Linked DNA regions of Sus scrofa: region 1 is linked to region 2. Evidence: chromatin contacts called from public Hi-C data. All regions are on one chromosome and are shown on one strand. The core of a region is the stretch at or near the end of the contact, and the rest is flanking DNA. Distances in the headings are between cores, read along the strand shown.

What was found. Hi-C and Micro-C count contacts between places; a contact is called where the count stands out from the background.
Region 1: a Hi-C map of blood shows a contact between it and region 2, with 2.2 times the contacts expected there. The contact joins the promoter of LOC102158547 here to the enhancer-like site in region 2. A contact is called at or near these places in 1 of 5 promoter capture datasets (liver), 8 of 47 Hi-C or Micro-C datasets (blood, liver, retroperitoneal adipose tissue and 1 more) and 2 of 2 datasets of contacts at active chromatin or transcription factors (alveolar macrophages and skeletal muscle).

Annotation. Positions count from the first base shown.
Region 1 is chr7:88,765,433-88,768,474 of Sscrofa11.1, forward strand. It overlaps LOC102158547, which reads right to left and starts at 1,318. Exons shown (of 4, transcript XM_021100073.1): 1 at 1,257-1,318. The coding sequence starts at 1,318. All of the region lies in intron 1 of PLEKHG3 (pleckstrin homology domain-containing family G member 3), which reads left to right.
Region 2 is chr7:88,726,135-88,729,277 of Sscrofa11.1, forward strand. No RefSeq gene overlaps it. Among named protein-coding and RNA genes, the nearest start is that of PLEKHG3, 37 kb to the right of the region's middle. Within about 2 kb of position 1,682, at least 11 of the 83 cell types and tissues checked have an H3K27ac peak or open chromatin away from gene starts, as enhancers often do. A contact at or near this core is called in retroperitoneal adipose tissue, where this site is marked.

The DNA of each region.
Region 1 (3,042 bases), core at 68-2,567, 39 kb after region 2:
GGAGCTGCTTTTGAAAACAAAAGGAAGAACCGAATGGGAACTGTAATAGTGGGGGAGGCTGGAGGGGTGTGGCCTGGGGTGGGGCGATGTTAGTGGCCACTGTTAAGAGCTGCACCCTTGAAGTCACTCACTAAACTGTTGGCAGATGAAAGGGCCGGTCTCCTGTTCTGGGGCTCCCAAGAGACGATCTGGACTGCATCACCCTACAGGGAACCCCGGGCTGGGAGTTCCCAGGGTCTCCTCAGCCCTGCCTCTGTGCGCTGCCCAGCCACACCGGCCTTGCTTAAGAAATAATAAGCAGGGAGAGTAATGACAGCCCCCAGGCCTTCCCACAGAGCATTTTGTCTGCCTCCCTTCAGGAAAGTGCCTTTCCAGCCTCTCCTATGCTGGATTCGGAGTGGAATCCTGAGTGACTTCACCCCAATCATTTCCAGCAGAAAACCTAGAGAATAAGAACCGCAAAGAGGTGTACCCCTTCTCTGTTCACCCTCTTCGCTGTGGTCCTGCTCCTGCTGTTAACACTCCTGCCTCTGCTGCCCCCTTCCCTTCCCAGAAGGCCGGGCAACCCCTTGGCTCCCCAGGTATATTGCTCTGGTGATGAGGCAGGGAGTGGGCATGGGCTGAACTGAGTCAGAGGGAGGGGGTTTGCCTAGGAGCTGCCATGAGCTTTCCTACTGCCTGTTATTAGAAGTGGCATATCTGGGATAGTGGGACAACCCCAGGCCTGGGTAGGAGTCCAGCACAGGATTTTGCCTGAGTTTTAGTCCTGGCTCTACTCTGTGGCATCAGGGATTGATAGAGTCATTTGGGCTGGAAGGCACCTGAGATGAGCCTATGCCCCCTGCCCATGAAGGCAGCAGAGCCCAGAGATGGGAGCCTGGTTCCTCCTGTTGGCCAAATAGGGGCCAAAACTCAGATTTCCTCACTGTCGAATCTGTGCTTTCTCCAACATGACCTGAGCAAGTCACATATCTTCTCTGACTCAGTTTCCACATGAATAGAATTGGGTCCTTGCCTGCTTTTCCTCAGAGGCTCTGGTAAGGATCAAAATGTGTCCTGTACATGGAGAGAGCTGCAAAAACTCCTGTGCAGAATAAAGGGCTCACTGTGGCTGGCAACGGTGGGGCGGGGCTCGAGAGCTTTACAATTTAGTGCATGTGTCCCATATGTGCCAAGGAGAGAGTAGATAACCAGGAGCCAATAGTGGACATTTATACCCTGGCCTCTAGTATTTCAGCTCCAGAGTAAACATTTGCTTTACCAGATCCACAGCTATCCCCGGGTCACTGTGTTTACACTGGAGGTGGCCAAAGGCCATGGCCTGAGAGATGACAAGGGCAGGAGGGGAAGAGGACCTATGTTCCAGATGTATGGCTTGCGCCTTCAGCCCCACTCTCCTCTCAGAACCTTGCGAAAGCTCAGATTCCACGCCTGGGGGTGGGGTGGGGGGGTTGCTGCCAGCCCAGGCTAAGCACTGACTTTGAAGGGTTCTTGGTGAAACCATCTAGCTATTCCCTGTTGTGTGGAGGGGACTCTGGGCGCTGGGCGGACGGGGTTTGTGTGTGTTGCCTTTGCAGCTGCACTGAGGGCTGTCTTCAGCTCCTCACTAGCAGCCACCCCCACCCCCCCATCACAATCCCAGGCTCCCCCTCTGACCCGGCCACTGTGCAGTCCTGTCTCTCTGGCCAGCTGCATGTCCATAGGCCTTTGTTTCAGAGTGGTAAGCCCGCCCTCCCCAGCAGAAGTCCTCAGGCTTGGGCCCTGGCAGCTGGAAATTACTACTAACCAGCAGGAAGGCTTTACTGGAGTCCACAGGGGACCTGGCAGACCTTCATTTCCTCTTGGAGGTCCCATCTGGAGCCCCCACCTTGCCCCTGACCAGGTTCTCTCACCATCTTTTCCCACCTCTCCTTTCTTCCCCTGAATGGATAGATTGTCCTCCTTTGCTTCCTGCACTCACTGCTCTTAGCTGTATTTTAAAGTATTCATTCAACAGGTTTTTTTTGGGGGGGGGGAAGCATCACTGGACGCAGGGGACAGCAGTGAACAAAACATACAACAATCATTGGCCTTGGAGTTTCCGTTGTGGCTCAGTGGTTAACAAATCCGACTAGGAACCATGAGGTTGCACGTTCGATCCCTGGCCTTGCTCGGTAAAGGATCTGGCGTTGCCGTGAGCTGTGGTGTGGGTTGCAGATACGGCTCGGATCCTGAGTTGCTGTGGCTCTGGCATAGGCCAGTGGCTACAGCTCCGATTCGACCCCTAGCCTGGGAACCTCCAAATGCCGCAGGAGTGGCCCTAGAAAAGACAAAAAACAAACAAAAAACAATCATTGGCCTCGTGGATGACTTCTAGTGGGGGAAGCAGACAATAAGCAGAACAGACAATTGAAAGGGAAGGTAAGTTAATGATAATTAGTGAAATCTGATGGGGAAGGTGGATGGAATTGTCATGGGGGTGAGGGGAGAGGGTGTTTCAGATTGGGGTGCCTAGGAGGCATCCTGAGGAAGGGATATTTGGTAATTACTGAAGGAGGAATTTCCTCTCATCTCTGATGTCCTCTTGAAACCCAGTTCAGGCAACTCACTGCAGCACTGAGGAGCAGGGCTTGGAATTGCATATACTGGGATTCAGATCCCGGCTTGACAGCTTGCTAGCTCCTGCGGTGCTAAACTCCTTTGAGCCTGTGTTTCTCACCTGTAAAGTGGAGTTAGTCATCATACCTACCATGTATGGTTTTATGAGACTGAACAGTGAGCTAACATGTGTTAACTTCTTAGGGCTTATAGAGCTATTCAGTAAGTGACAGTCTTTTTTTTTTTTTCCTTCTTCTTTGGCTGTCCCAGAGCATATGGAGTTCCCAGGCCAGGGATCAGATCAGAGCAGCAGTTGCAACCCAAGCAGCAGCTGTGGCAACACTGTATCCTTAACCACAGTACTGGGCGGGGGAGGATCCAACTTGCATCCCAGTGCTCCAGAGACACTGCCTATCCATTGTGCTACATCGGGAACTCCCATTAGTGAGAGTCTTTTATGTTGTT
Region 2 (3,143 bases), core at 432-2,931:
GGATGACATTTCACATCCTGGAGACCAATAACATGGACAACACAGAGGCCACAATGGACAAAAGGAAACGTGTTGGCTTCCTCAGTAGAATCAATGCCACTTTGGAGCTCGTGTTGTGGCTCAACAGTAATGAACGGGACAAGTATCTGTGAGGATGCGGTTCAATCCCTGGCCTCGCTCAGTGGGTTAAGGATCCGGCGTTACTGTAAGCTGTGGTGTAGGTCACAGACACAGCTTGGATCTTGTGTTGCTGTGGCTGTGGTATAGGCCAGCAGCTGTAACTCTGATTCAGCCCTTAGCCTGGGAACTTCCATATGCTACAGGTGTGGCCCTAAAGAACAACAACAACCAAAGAAAGAAAGAGAGAGAGAAAGAGAAAGAGAAAGAAAGAAAGAAAGAAAGAAAGAAAGAAAGAAAGAAAGAAAGAAAGAAAGAAAGAAAGAAAGAAAGAAAGAAGAAAGAAAGATTGATTAAAAGAAAAATGAAATGAAACCCACTTCTTTCAAGGTCAGCCTGGTTTCAGGGATACTGTCTGCATGGGAAGAGGTGGCTAGAGCTCTCATCCCCCAGAATTCACCTTCTCCTGGAGATTTCTCCCTAATCTCACAGCAAGGAAAGCTGCAGCCCTTCCCCACCCTCATGAGAATTTTGCCTTCACCACCCACTTTAGTGGAACTGGGTTTGATTTTATTGAGTGTGTCAGTGAGTTTCTTTGCCCTGCGACTTGAGAATTCTTTAGCTTCACTTGAGCTTTCAGGATCCTTGGTGCTTAATTGAGACAATGATAATAATAACAATCATAGCAGCTACTATTTTTGAGCCCTTCTTATGTGCCCAATGCATATGGATTCTCTCATTCCATCTCTGCTACAACCCAGTGGGTTGGTTCCTATGCCATCTCTGCTACAACCCAGTGGGTTGGTTCCTATGATCACCTCATTTTACAGATGGAGAGACTGAGGCACTGAGAGGTTGGGTAACTTCCTCACAGCCTTTTGGGTAGTCAGTAAAGAAGTTTAGGGCTAGAACCTGTAGTCTGAATTCCACATCACTCAACCATGAAGGGAATTGAATAAATACAGACACTGCCTCCCCACCCCTGTTGCCTTTGGAGCATGGATAAAGCCTAAGGTCTTTGATGGTACCAGTTTTATTAAAAAGTTTGACTACAGGTACTCCCTTGTGACTGAGCAGGTTAAGGATCCAACGTTGTTGCTGGTGTGGCTCTGGTCACTTGCTGGAACATGTTTGATCCCTGGCCCCAGGAATTTCTGCATGCCTCTGGGGAGGCCAAAAAAAAAAGGTCAGTGACATTAGGGAAGGGTTGTCATGCAGGGAGAAAGCCAGCATCACACAACCACACTCTCTTCTGGCAGGTACTCTCTTTCCCATATGCTCCCCACCCACCACTGCCCCCAAGAGCAAGTTCCCTTCCTGCTTGAGACCCAAGGAGACATTCAGTTCTCTGGGCATGACCCTTTGCAAAGGCTCGTAGAGGGCGATGAAGGGGTGTGTGGCTTCTTAGAGGTGCAGTCAGCTTGCAAATGTCTGACACAACCAGAAAGAGAAACACTTCTGAGGTCCTCCCTTGTAGGCAAATTGAGCCCTGCCCCTAAGCACAGATGCTCTTCCCTCCTATGTTACCTTTTCACCTCCTATTTCTTCACCACTGTGAAAGCAACACTCAACGGGGCATGTAAAGACACCGTCCCTGCCCTGGAGACTCAGAATCTGTCGCCATCGCTATGAGGTGAGAAGGAAATTGCAGTGCTGAGGTTTCTTGCTTCTTCCTCCCTGAGTGAGAAAGAACCCCAACTGTTGACAAACCCCAAACCAATCAACAAAATGAGGCTGGGTGGTTGCTGGGCAGCAGGGCTACCTCTGTGGCAAATAAGATCACGAGATACCTGGGCACGGAAACCAAGGTGACAGAACAGAGGGGAAAAAGGGGAGGAGAAAGTTTGAGAAGGGAGATGCCTGAAGCTCAAAGGGAGTGAGACCAGTGTGTGCAGTGGATTCCCAGGTACCCAGGCTGCTGAGGTCCGGCCTGCCAGGAGGTGAGGAGGAGAGAAGGGACATGGGGGAGGAGGGATCTGAAAAGAGGGCTTCTGTATCCCAACGGGCAAGAAGGAACACCTTGGAAAGAAAAGCAAACTTTTCAGAGAACCAACAGGATTAGGACATTAAATATCCAGACCCACTGACAGCACCATTCTGTATATATTATGCCTCATAAATATGGCTTAAAAATAAACTAGGGATCAGAGTTCCCATCGTGGCTCAGTGGTTAACGAATCCGACTAGGAACCATGAGGTTGTGGGTTCAATCCCTGGCCTTGCTCAGTGGGTTAAGGATCCAGCGTTGCCCTGAGCTGTGGTGTAGGTTGCGGACGTGGCTCGGATCCCAAGCTGCTGTGGTTCTGGCATAGGCCAGCAGCTACAGCTCCGATTAGACCTCTAGCCTGGGAACCTCCATATGCTGCGGGAGCGGCCCTAGAAAAGGCAAAAAGACAAATAAATAAATAAAAATAAATAAATAAACTAGGGATGGGAGTTCCTGTTGTGGCTAAGTGGGTTAAGAACCTGACTAGTATCTGTGAGGACATGAGTTCAATCCCTGGCCTCACTCTTTGGGTTAAGGATCCGGTGTTGCTGTGAGCTGTGGTGTAGGTCACAGATGTGGCTTGGATCTGGCATTGCTGTGGCTGTGCATTGGCCTGTATCTGCAGCTTCGAATCAACTCCTTGCTGGGGAACTTCCATATGCTACAGGTGTGGCGGTAAAAAGGAAAAAAAAAAAAGCTAGAGGTGTCAAAATTACATACTATAACTCAGGTGCATTAAAAAAGAGAAAAATTTAGGCTCTTTATTTCTTAGAACATATATAAGCTTCTTCACAGATTCATGTTAGGTGGGAGAATTTAAACTTGCCAATTAAAGGAAAAATCAGTCTTTTCCACTTTAAGATTCTTTTATTAAATTAGTTCAGTCTTTTTTGCATAAATATTCGTTCAATCCCTGCCTGCTCTATTACCTGCTCTCCACGGGTAACTGTACCCCTTCATGCACCCACCCGCCCCTACTCTGTGTGTAGCTCTGGGATAATAAAGAGGGTAGCTGGTCTGGGCGCCAGATCCTTGCTGT